Regions from separate parts of the Mus musculus genome. Here regions 2, 3 and 4 are each linked to region 1. The links are chromatin contacts, called in public promoter capture Hi-C maps. All regions are on one chromosome and are shown on one strand. Each heading gives the region's core, a stretch centred on a gene start, on an enhancer-like site or on the middle of the called end of the contact. The rest is flanking DNA. Distances are from core to core; before and after follow the strand shown. Region 1 holds the start of Ehd4 (EH-domain containing 4). Region 2 holds the start of Chp1 (calcineurin-like EF hand protein 1). Region 3 holds the start of Oip5os1 (Opa interacting protein 5, opposite strand 1). Region 4 holds the start of Nusap1 (nucleolar and spindle associated protein 1).

Region 1 (2,955 bases), core at 183-2,682:
GGCAGAGAGGCAGAGGCAGAGAGGCAGAGAGGCAGAGAGGCAGAGAGGCAGAGAGGCAGAGAAGCAGAGAGGCAGAGAGAGAGAGAGACAGAGAGAGAGGGGCAGAGAGAGAGGGGCAGAGAGAGAGAGAGAGGGGCAGAGAGAGAGGCAGAGAGAGAGAGGCAGAGAGAGAGAGAGGCAGAGAGAGACAGAGAGGCAGAGAGAGAGAGAGAGGCAGAGAGAGAGAGGCAGAGAGAGACAGAGAGGCAGAGAGAGACAGAGAGGCAGAGAAAGACAGAGAGGCAGAGAGAGACAGAGAGGCAGAGAGGCAGAGAGGCAGAGAGGCAGAGGCAGAGGCACAGGCACAGGCAGGCCGATTTCTGAGTTCGAGGCCAGCCTGGTCTACAGATGAGTTCCAGGACAGCCATGGCTACACAGAGAAACCCTGTCTTGAAAAATCAAAATAAAAGTAAAATAAAATAAAATAAAATAAAAATAAACAAATAAATAAAAAACCCAAACCAAACCAAACCCCACCACCACCACCACCAACAACAAAACCACCCTTGCTGCACTGGCAACACCTGAACGATCTTTAAAATGCAATTTTACAACTACTTGCTGAATCAGCTCTGCATTTCCACCAAGTTCAAGAAGTCATTCCCACACAATCTTTCTCCAAACTTTATGCAGACAAGAATCATCTGCAGGCATTTGTTGAGCTGCATCTCTCAACATTTTATTTGGTGGGTCTGTATCAAGAACTAGAGACCTGCATTTTAACAAGCCTCTTGGGTTATTCCTATGCAGCTGGCCTCATTGGCCACACTGAAAATGCGCTAACACTATTTCTCGCTTAGGATACACAGGTGATGGTCAATTATTTCTACTAGTGTCTAGCAGAAAGAGGCCTTTAATTGATCCAGAGTTGAATGGAGGCAGAAGTGTCTGCGCAAATAGATTGAAGTCCATTTTCTCTCCAATTTTTGCCAATTATATCGGTGAGCCTGAGTATCTTCGACAGTAGTAAACAGGGCAATAACCTGCCCCAGGAAAAGGAACTTGTCTGTCAACTTTCTGAGTTTTCTGTCCCCAGTATCCACGTCCGGAGACTTGGGATGAGTCGAGTTCCAGGAGGACAGCCTCCGGTGGTTCATTCTTGCCAGCTCAGACTTGCCCGGAAGCCAACGCCACCTGGCCAGAAGGATGTACCCGGGTAGACGCGCCTGTGTCACCCCGCCTGGACTACACCCTCTCCGGGATCAGCCCTCTAGACCGATGCCGTCATCAATAATTCAAGGATCGCCTTTCCATTGGCTAGAGCTTCCACCCAGTCGCTGGCAAACGCCCAATGAGGAAGGACCTGAGATCGCTGCTGAATAATGAGCGCGCGCCCGTGACGCAGCGGCTGATGATTGGTCGTTGCGGCAGGGGGCGGACCCAGGAGCGGGCGGCGGCGAGAGCTACTGTCGGGCACAGAGAGCGAGCGACGCGGGTTCTGGGGTTCTTACTGAAGTGCGGCGGCGGCGGCGGCAAGTTGTGGGGCGGCAGCATGTTCAGCTGGATGGGGCGGCAGGCTGGCGGGCGCGAGCGCTCGGGCGGCATGGACGCGGTGCAGACGGTGACGGGCGGCCTGCGCTCTCTGTACCAGCGCAAGGTGCTGCCGCTGGAGGAGGCGTACCGCTTCCACGAGTTTCACTCGCCAGCGCTGGAGGACGCCGACTTCGAAAACAAGCCCATGATCCTGCTGGTGGGCCAGTACAGCACGGGCAAGACCACGTTCATCAGGTAATTTGCCTCGTCGGCTCGCTACCCCTCCGCTAGCGCACGGCCTGCCCTCAGGTTACACTCCGAGCTTGGTGGCCCGTCGCCTTCCCGGGTCCCGTTTCCCAAGGCTCCCTCCCCTGAGACCGGCCCCCAGCGCGCTGCGAGCCCCTTCCTTGCTGTTGCCAAGGCCTTCCTTGAGCCTGTCACCCTGGCCTGGGAGTGCAGGAAAGGGAGAGAAGGCAAGGCTCATCATTAGTGCAACCTAGTGCTGAAAGTGATAATGAAGGAATGCGGCTCCTAGGTGGAGAGGTAACCTTCCAGCACAGTGAGAATGAATGAACGAACGAACGAATGAATGAATGAGTGAATGCCACAGTAGGAGTATTGCCATGCCCTAGGTGCCACGTTCCGCCACAGCGGCGGGGCTGCTATCATCCAGCTTTATGGTCTATAGGAAGTTAGCCTACAGTGTAGCTGCCTCACCAGCCTGTGGACTGAAGGGGAGTGTCAGGTTACTGTTTGCTAGTTTCCATTTCTTCACCCTTGACAAACTGAAAATATTTGTCACGGTCACTCTGTCTCCGGAAGCAATAACCGGCTTGCCCTGCAGTTCCAACCACACAGCTTCCTCTAGAGTGACTCGATGAGAAATAATTTACAATGAAACGGACTGCTTTTTAAATGAGGCGTCTATTTCCCTATCTTTGGGAAGAATCGACGTTCAAATCCTTATCAGACGAAGCAAAGTGACTGAACATTTAAGATCTGGATCCTGAGTTTTGGAATTAGAACACTCATCATCATTTGATGTTCAACAGGTGTTCAGAAAACTGCATCTGTCTTGGGGACATGCCATTTCTTTTAGGTATGACCTCCTTTTTTTCCCCTCCTGTGACCTAAAGAGTTCCAAAAAAATAGAAAAGTTGTCACTACAAGAAATATGTTAAATCCAGGCCTGTAGATACACTGTGAATGAACTCAACAAAGGCAATACACTGTAGTTTGAAATGTGAACGAAGAGAGGGGGAAAATAATGTTGAAATTATTTCATGTAATGCTTTTAAATTAGCTGAAAACAGTGTTGAATATGTTAACTCAGAAATGAACCTAGAAATATTACAGTAACTGACAGATGCAAAGGGCTAGTTGAGATGGTGCTTGCCTGTAATCCAAGGACTGGGGAAGCTGGATCATGGTTATTTTGCCTTC
Region 2 (2,955 bases), core at 179-2,678, 610 kb after region 1:
AGCTTGCTAAATCCAACTGTGTGCATTTTTACTCATGGAATCCTTAAGCGTGACTGGCCAAACTCTATAAAAAGCTAAGTATTCTCTGTCATTCACTCAAAATTGGCCACATATTAGTAAGGGATTAAAAGCAAAGCAACCTGACAGGGGGTGGGGCTAGACCACATCTCTTTCAACCTGAATACTCTAGAAAGTTTAACTTGTCAGACAGCCAGAACAACTTGTCATTTACCCAAGGACTCATTCCTGGAGAATTCCGTAGTTCCCTGTACTCCTTGGCACGATCTGCCACTGGGTTATTTGCTCACATTATCATCAAAGACAGGTACCATGAAGACATGGCTTACGAAAATCAAAGAGAGCCGCAAAGGATCACTGAGAAAGCATTGTAGCCATACAATTGTATCATACACTACCAAGGGCCTTTCAAAGGTATGGAGGTGTTTTCTGTGCTTCTCAATTCCCAAAGCCCTGTTGCTCCTTTGTTCAGGTTAACAAGGAAGAAACTAGAGTATGTATGTTTCTGGTACAAATTCACAGATTTTGGAGTACATCCAATTTCAATATCAATTGCATAAAGTACAGCAACACAGCAGATATCAATATATATAAAAATAGGACAAATGTCTTCACTGTGTCTTTAAACCTTGACCACTATACCCGTGGCTTTTCTCCAACGATTCAGATTTAAAAGCCTCACTCGGGTTTTTGGACTCTTGATTGCTTAGAGGTCTTCAGTTCCTGGTCACAAGCCTTTCTCTATGATCTTCTTTGTTGAGTTTTTCCCTGTGTGTGATTTTAGTAGTTTTAGCTCTTGCTCAGAAACCTCATTAGGATGTATAACGTTTTCTCCAGGAACCATTCACATTTCCTGGATTTGCTTCTACTTTATCTACTGTTCAGGATGCTTCTGTAGGAGGAACCATAAGGAAGAAAATTCGCGGACCTTCACGGGCAAGAGTGGAGTGGTGGTGTCTGTGCTCGAGATTCCGGGCTTTTGAGCAAGACAGCACCGGAGGAACCACATCCCGGCTCCAAGAAGCTACAGATGAACGTACAGGTATTCTAGCCTTCGGTTACCCAAAGCACCGGAGGCTGCATGGGACCATCCCAACAAAGTCACCGCACCCCAGATCAAGCCCTCAGCGACGACCGCTGTCAGTACTGAGGCCAGCCGAAGGCGCCGGGCCGCCTTCCCACCCCCAACCCGAACTCACAGCCAGTCTCCTTCTTGATCTCCTCGAGCTCTTCGTCCCGCAATAACGTGGAGGCCCGAGACCCCATCACCGTGACGGGAGCTCCTCCGGGAGCGGCAGCGCCAGAAGCAGCAGCGGCAGAAGGGAAGGAGGGAGGGAAGGGCCAGGGGTCAAGAAGGGAGAGGGCACTGTTTCTCTTGCGGCCCGGGGAGAGAAACAAGGGGTGGAGCGCGGGGGAGGGCGGCCCGACACCAGCCAATCGGGAGCGAGGCCGCGCCCTGCGCAGGCGCTAACGTCAAAGCTTGGCTCTCGAGCCCGGAATGAATCAGCCCGGAGGCTGCGGGAGTCCGAAGGGAAGCAGGCCCCGCCCCGCGGAACCAGGGCAGCCGCCGGACTTAAAGCGGCGATACCGCTGTGGCGCTAGGGACTGCACTTAAAAGGGCAGTGCGGTCTCGCCACTGTGTTCGAACAAACCAGAGGCAAACTCACTAGGGTAGCCAGCAGGTTTTTCACAGGACTCAGGTACCAGGAGTCCCACCCTACAGGTGACGGAGACTCAGGAGAGAAACCAAACCCACGAAACGAGGGACAAAACCCTAAGGTGGATCCCCAGAGTAGTGCAGTGCACTCTTTCTTGCTCGCTCTCCATCTCTCTGTATCTCTCTATCTCTTTTTCTCCCTCCTTTCTCCTCTCCTCTCCTCTCACTCTCACTCCCCTGGTCCTAAGAATAGGGAGTCCACAGCCACTGTGGCCCAGCACGCCTAGAGACTGCATCTTTCCTGCGCTCCTCCCCCCGGCCGCAGGGGGCGCTGAGAGCCGCCTGGGGTTTGCATGGCTCCTGGCAGCATCTTTTCTGCTCTCTCTACCCCGGCCGCAGGGGGCGCTGGGAATGGGCTCGAGGCTGCGCGCTGATTGGCTCCTCCGGAAAGAGGCAAGTAATTCACCCGGAGGGCGAGGGCGTGGTCGGCTCTGCGGCTTCAGTGGCTGGCGTTGAGAACTTTTTTGCGTCAAAGCTGTGCCGGGATAACTCCCAGAATTTTTTTTTTTTTTAACAGTAGTCCCTCGTTAGTTTAAGGAACTCACCATTTGACTAGAATTAAGGTCGGAATTTCTCAAACTCCTTTGCTGTGGGGACAGAGGACCCTGAAGGTGAGAAAGATTGTGACCGAGCACGGTTTATTTATTTGGATTTTTTCTTGTCTTAAAAATTAGGATTTTTAAGCCTGGCCAAGACTAGTCAGGGCTTTTCTGGAAAAGAGAATCATTTCTCCACTTCTAGAAAGGGTTTTACAGGCTCAGGCTGTCCTGAGCATAAACTCCTAATTCTCCCATGAGTGGCAAATCTTTAAACAGGATTTCCCAATATTGCCTAGGCTGGGCTCAACTTGCATCTTTCCTGCTTTCACCTAACAACTGCTGGCTTACGGTTTAAAAATCCGAATTTTTTTTCTTTTTGGTTTTTCGAGACAGGGTTTCTCTGTGTAGCCCTGGCTGATCTGGAACTCAGTATGTACATCAGGCTGGTCTTTAAGTTAACAGAGATCCACCTGCCTCTGCCTTCCAAGAGCTGGGATCAAAGCCAGGTGCATTTTATTCTTCTGGTATTTTGTTTGTGCTGATGAAAAAGCTGAAAGCTGCATGTTAGTGTACACCCTCTCAAGTGAAGCCTTAGTTTTCCTGTAGCTTCACGAGTCTGATCCCTTCACTCCTTGGTTTAGAACCAGCTTACTACCTAGATATCGTAGCACCTTTCTCAAC
Region 3 (2,955 bases), core at 229-2,728, 560 kb after region 1:
CTGAAGCTTTATGCAACTCTGAGTTTATGATACTGTATATGATACTGTAGTCTCTCTGGAGGGGCGAGAAACTGTAACTCCGCAGAAAACCTCCCGTAATGTAGAGCTGTCTTTTAGTGGAAAGCAAACGACTTTCTCTTTTTTAAGATGAGGAAGGATGTTATATTCCCTTCCTCTGGCTCATACCTATTTTTTTCTACTTGTGGATCATATTAAAAAGAAAAACTACTTGTGCTAAAGGGGAGGGGTTTTGTTTTTTGGTTTTTTTTTCACCCCCTAAGCAAGTGCTTCCTGCTTCAGCTCTGCTAAGTCTAGGGCTAACAAAAACCATATAATCTATCACAAACATTCACTCACATTATGATTTTTCCATTTGAACTGGCTCTCACTAATATGCCAGTTTATTTCTGAAACAAGGTTTTGATAGATGTAAATTTCTGGCCCTGAGCACCAACACACGCAGCAAATGTCTCCCCGATCCAGAATTCAGAAGCAAAGACTTTCCGAGAATTTAGCTGAATACCAATAAAAGTAAGGGGGCTCCCAATTACAAAGAGATAAAATTAAATAAGAATCAAATATAAATATCTTGTTAGTACTACACTGTCACCAGTGTACACCAACTACACAAATGAGATTCCAGCAGTACTTCCAGAACTATAGTTCTAAAAAAACGAAAAGAAAAGCATCGTAAGCCGTTTCCCTTGATCCTGGGTAAGAAATCAACATAGGTGAATTCCACTGAGACCCGTTTGCCGAAACTAATGCGCCATAAGGGCATTATCAGGACGTCCAAGGACAAAGCTGCTTACTACGGTCATAAAAGTTTGGCAGGGGCGAGTATGAGGTAAAGGCTGCAAGAGTCTATCTGTAATACACATACTCAAATGAAAATACCAGAGGGAGCCTCTTACAGCAAATCTCAAGGTCAACGCGCCAGGGACACAAAATGCCCAGAGCTGCAACAGGCCTGTCAACCTCAACCGGTGACGCCTTCGGTAAAGGGTCAAACAATACAGAGATAGTCTTAGAAAAATAAAAGGGAGGTGCACACAGCGGCTTCCCGATACGGCCGGCGTACGTGCAACTCAGAGAACCAGGGCAAAGCACGCAGCGGCCAAAGCGAAGGGCGCAAGGAAGGGCGTGGAGCGCTGGTAAGGGAAGGACGCGGCCACATACCCGGAGGCGGCGGAGCCGACCGGACGCGGCTGCGAATGCAAAGCCCTGTCAGGCCCAGGCCTCGCCGGCTCCCTCATTAGGCTCGCCGCTACCCCGTCCCGAGTTGTGCCGCCCCACCGGCTGCTCGTCTCCCGATAGACAGACGGACTTCTCAGCTCACCTCACACGGTCCAGCACAAGTACTCCGCTTCTCACGGGAGGCCTGCCCCGGGCCCGCAGGCCAGCTGCCCGGGGCACGCCTCACTCCGCCATCTTCGCTCCTTCCCCTGTCCGCCAACCCAGGGGCGGAGGCGCGAAAGGCTCCGCCCCGCCTCCGAGTGATGATTGGACAGCACCTTGCTCGCGCGCTCTTTTTCCATCGCGGATTGGCTGGGAAGTACTTCAATCAATCCCTCTCTCTGGTTCTATTTTTTGTTGTTGGAGCTTAGTGCTCCAGTTGAAGTTAAGGAGGAAAAGGGTTGTTGTAATTCACTTGAGGAAAAACATTCCGCACGGAGGCAGTCTCACTTTTTAGTAAGATAGCACTACAAGGCCAAATGACTATTTTAAATTATCGTTACTGTAAAAATATACTGTTACTAGTAATTCCTCTCTTGGCTAAAGGATTTTTATACCCGGACTAACACTACACCCAGAGGAACAATTTCATGGTGTCAGTTCTTCTGACTTTGACCCACTTGAGAGAATGTTGCCTGCTGTTTAAAGGTCAATACAGTAGCGTAGTTTTCCTCACCTTAAAAGGGCCTGCCCGCTGCCTGAGAAAATGTTAAACTGCATTTGTTGTTTGTTCCAGTTGTAGGATTTAGAGATCCTTTAGCGGTATTTCCAGGAGAGGTAGTGAAGGCAATAGTGTGACTCTTCCAGGTGATGACACACGTTCTTCTGGATAAGCAGTGCTTCCTAAATGACGGGGTTATCACTAGGCCATTTATTAAATCCAAATTTCTATGCTTCCCTCTGTGATAAGGATGCTATGCCATACAAAGACAAAACACAGTTGTCTATTGAATCTATTGGCTAATAAAATAATAATAATAATAATAATTACATTATTCGTTATTATTATTAGAATGTTAGAACCTATTGAATAATAATAAATTCACAAGCTACATTGATTTATTGGCTGCAACTGGCCATCAGCCTTGATTTCCCTTTATAGCTGGGCTGGTGACAGAGACCTTGTGTATCCCAGGCTGGCCTCAAATTGCAATGTAACAGAATTACCACACTGGTTATGTCCTGAATCTCAAGTGAGCAACAATGTCCTCCATCCAAAGACAGGTTCTTTGAGTGTTAGCTACTATCAGATCACACATCACTGCACCGTATGTCTCTGTGTATGAATAGGCACACTGTATATCTGTATATACTTAGACTACAGAAGGCCTGCAAAGGATTACACAAACCTCTGTGTTCAGTGAGGTTTTACTACATCCAGACAGAGCTGATATAAATGGGAAAAGTCACCACAGTTAGATATTGATGAACTCATTTAGAAAGACACAGAGTATTGAAGCTAGCTGAGGGGTCCAGGTGAGTGTCAACGGAGGAATATGGTGAGGTGCAGGACTGAGTAGGGACAGACAGATGCACAGACAACAGTAATCCAAAGGAGCGATATCAAGCAATGAGGCCTGGGCTAAGCCGAAGGGCTGCCCAAAGAACCAGCAGAAACAGTCTTGTCCCTCCTCAACTCACTTAAGCAGGGGTTCAGGTGACACTGCAGGGCTGTTACCATCAAACCATGGTGCTATGTCTTTCCTATTTATATGGGGT
Region 4 (2,955 bases), core at 272-2,771, 540 kb after region 1:
CATTTCTAAGTACTCTTCAGTGCCGTTCAGCCAGATAAAAGGTGTACCTATGGCCACATTATTCTATTTAAACCATTTAAAAACATTTATGACAACTAATTAGAGATTTAGTGCAAATAGCAGTTTGCTGTACAAATCTCTGGTATATACATGTGGGCAAGCTTCAATATAGCAAGTCCAATCTCACAATGAATCCCCACATTTTCTCTGAACACCTTGCAAACTCAGAATTCAAAGACCTTATCGGTTTTGAAAAAGACCACCATCACAATAGTGATTAATGTATGGACAATCATACTAGATCACGGTGGACAGGCATCCCATTAAAGGTTCACGAGAGTGAAGGTAGTGTCATAGTTTACTGAACAGTAAGTAGAGTTTTTCAGAAGAAGTCGTTTAAAGTAGTTTTTCTTCAACTGCCTAATAACTGGCATGGAAATTACACTGATTACGTCCTATGGGCCTTCGTTTCCCATTTGGTACCAGGAAGTATTAGCATTTCCATTAAGAAGTCTTTATAAGAGCTGGGCAGTGGTGGCGCATGCCTTTAATCCCAGCACTTGGGAGGCAGAGGCAGGTGGATTTCCGAGTTTGAGGCCAGCCTGGTCTACAGAGTGAGTTCCAGGACAGCCAGGGCTACACAGAGAAGCCCTGTCTTGAAAAACCAAAACCAAACCAAACCAAAAAACAAAAAGTCTTTATAAGTTCTCCAAATATAATAAAAAAAGCCTCCAACTAGAGTAACAGCCTCGGCTTTTCTTTCGTTTAACAAATTCCAGTCACTGTGAACAAAACCTACCTACTCCTCCCAAAATAACGTCCCTCGGGGGTTTCCTCTCAGTCACTTCGCGCCCTGTCCCCCAAATCCCTGGTCTCTTCTACCCCGCCCACCCAACTGCCCGCACCGCCAGCCAGCACGGTACCTTCATGTTAGCCCGGAGGCCCAGCCTTTTGGCTAAATTTTGCAGGTCGCTGTACTTAAAGGAGTCCAGCTCCTCTGCAGAGGGGACGGTCATCGCGTTCTGCAATCTCGGTGATTCCCAGAAAAACAGCCACACAACTCAAAACAGAGCGGCTCAAAACTGGCGCCACCCAAGACGTTGACAAGCCGACTTATATATGGAGTTTAAATTAAGACTGCTGTAAGTTCATTGGTTGAACTGCCTCGAGGGTGGGGTTTCCGATGCGGGCCAGTAGCGTGATTGGCTGAAGACCGCTATTCCGCAAACTATACCAATATGCTGGCGCTGAGCGTATTGAGAGCGTGTCTTTCAGGAACATTGTCCAATGAAGACGCAGGGAGACAGGTGGGCGGGACTTGGAGCGTGCGAGAAAGAGGCGCGCGCTTCAAAGAAATATGGCGACTCTCTCGCGCCGCAGTCTTCGCTTCTTGGAGACCCAGTCACGTCGTGACTCTTGTGATACACCTTTTTCTCTTACCTCCTCCATGGAGTGGGACACTCAGGTGGTGGAAGGGTTCTCCCCTCTCGGGTCCTCCGAGTCTAAGGTGAAGGCGTCACCTGTCGACCTGCGGCTGCCTGCGTGGTTGGAGCCGGAGAGATGTGCCGTGTTTCATTGCGCGCGGTGCTACGCGGTGCTCGGCGACACCCTGCACCTCGCCTGGGACCTGTCGCGGTCCCTCGGCGCCCTGGCCTTCTCCAGTGAGTGAGGCGAGGGTAGTTTGTGAGGAAGATAGACCAGAGGCAGATGAGGAATGGGGGACAGTACTGCCCAGGGGAGGGAGGGGTTTGTTTTGTTTTCCCGAGTTGGGCTTCAAACCCAGGCCGTCGCCTGAGCTAACCCAGCGCCCTTGGCTGAGCCCCACCCATTTTGTTAAGTTTTATGGGCAGATGAATCTGCTGGCAGGTATTTCTTCTCAAAACCGTTTTGTCTTCCAGAAGTCACAAACAACGTCGTTTTGTTAGAGCCCTTTTTGGTTGGCATAGAAGGTTTTCTCAAGTCCAGGTACGTGTGGAGAATTCCTGAGGTGGCGCTCTCTATATATTTCCCGATTTAATGACAGTGAAGAGTATGTAACTGTTGTAAACAAGAAAGAAACTTTGTCTTGTGACATGTTTACGCTCTCCATAGAGTATGTTTGAGTTGTAAACTCTTTACCGGTTTGAATCATATAAACATGGCATTGGTGAAAGTTAAAGTTGGATGTAGGTTTTAAGGTCTGTGAGAGAACTAGGACTATTAGTTATTAGTTATTAGTTATTAGTTATAATTTCTCAGGGTTGGTAGCAAATACCTTTACCCACCGAGTCATTTCACTGGCCCTGAAGTGACATTTTTGATATAGTTACAAATTATTTTACTTTTGATATTGGTAATAAAGGTCTTTCCTTGAATTTACAATTCTGCCTCTGCCTGCAAGTGCTGGGATCACAAGCATGGGAACCTGCACCCAACCTCTTTTTTTTGTTTTTTTTGTTTTTGAGACAGGGTTTCTCTGTATAGTCCTGGCTGTCTTGGCACTCACTTTGTAGACCAGGCTGGACTTGAACTCAGAAATCTGCCTGCCTCTGCCTCCCAAGTGCTGGGATTAAAGGCATGCGCCACCACCGCCTGGCCAACCTCTTTTTTAAAAAGCCTGATTAAAAGTTTTAATTATAAGCCTGGCGGTGGTAGCACATACTTTTAATCCCAGGACTAGGGAGGCAGAGGCAGGAGGATCTCTGTGAATGCAGGGACAGCCTGGTCTACAGAGCTAGTTCCAGGACAGCTAAGGCTACACAAAGAAATCCTGTCTGAAAAACCAAACAAACAAAAATTTAATTACAGATTTGGAGATGTGCTATAGCTCAGAAGTACAATGTTTGCCTATATCAAGAAAAATGCATGCAAGAATAGAGTTAGATTTCTGTTCCAAGTTATAATCTAAAAACAGTTTTATCACATTTATTTGTTTGTTTATTTATTTATTGTGTGTAGTCACATACCGAGATGCAC

Evidence for each region. Promoter capture Hi-C pulls out the DNA fragments that hold promoters and counts their contacts.
Region 2: a promoter capture Hi-C map of pre-B cells shows a contact between it and region 1, with 2.9 times the contacts expected there. The contact joins the promoter of Chp1 here to the promoter of Ehd4 in region 1. A contact is called at or near these places in 4 of 39 promoter capture datasets (cranial neural crest, fetal liver, pre-B cells and 1 more), 1 of 15 datasets of contacts at CTCF or cohesin (embryonic stem cells), 3 of 484 Hi-C or Micro-C datasets (CD4 T cells and embryonic stem cells) and 1 of 115 datasets of contacts at active chromatin or transcription factors (large pre-B cells).
Region 3: a promoter capture Hi-C map of pre-B cells shows a contact between it and region 1, with 4 times the contacts expected there. The contact joins the promoter of Oip5os1 here to the promoter of Ehd4 in region 1. A contact is called at or near these places in 3 of 39 promoter capture datasets (embryonic stem cells, hippocampal neurons and pre-B cells).
Region 4: a contact with region 1 is called in a promoter capture Hi-C map of pre-B cells, with 4 times the contacts expected there. The contact joins the promoter of Nusap1 here to the promoter of Ehd4 in region 1. A contact is called at or near these places in 5 of 39 promoter capture datasets (3T3-L1-derived adipocytes, cranial neural crest, liver and 2 more).

What each region holds. Positions count from the first base shown.
Region 1 is chr2:120,153,052-120,156,006 of GRCm38.p6, reverse strand. Ehd4 (EH-domain containing 4) reads left to right here and starts at 1,432. Exons shown (of 6, transcript NM_133838.4): 1 at 1,432-1,767. The coding sequence starts at 1,532.
Region 2 is chr2:119,546,180-119,549,134 of GRCm38.p6, reverse strand. It overlaps Chp1 (calcineurin-like EF hand protein 1), which reads right to left and starts at 1,428. Exons shown (of 7, transcript NM_019769.3): 1 at 1,218-1,428. The coding sequence starts at 1,284. Exd1 (exonuclease 3'-5' domain containing 1) reads left to right here and starts at 1,508. Exons shown (of 13, transcript NM_172857.2): 1 at 1,508-2,128; 2 at 2,253-2,346.
Region 3 is chr2:119,592,819-119,595,773 of GRCm38.p6, reverse strand. Oip5os1 (Opa interacting protein 5, opposite strand 1) reads right to left here and starts at 1,478. Exons shown (of 3, transcript NR_027832.1): 1 at 1,340-1,478.
Region 4 is chr2:119,616,864-119,619,818 of GRCm38.p6, reverse strand. It overlaps Nusap1 (nucleolar and spindle associated protein 1), which reads right to left and starts at 1,521. Exons shown (of 11, transcript NM_133851.3): 1 at 924-1,521. The coding sequence starts at 1,016. It overlaps Oip5 (Opa interacting protein 5), which reads left to right and starts at 1,314. Exons shown (of 6, transcript NM_001042653.1): 1 at 1,314-1,661; 2 at 1,899-1,965. The coding sequence starts at 1,358.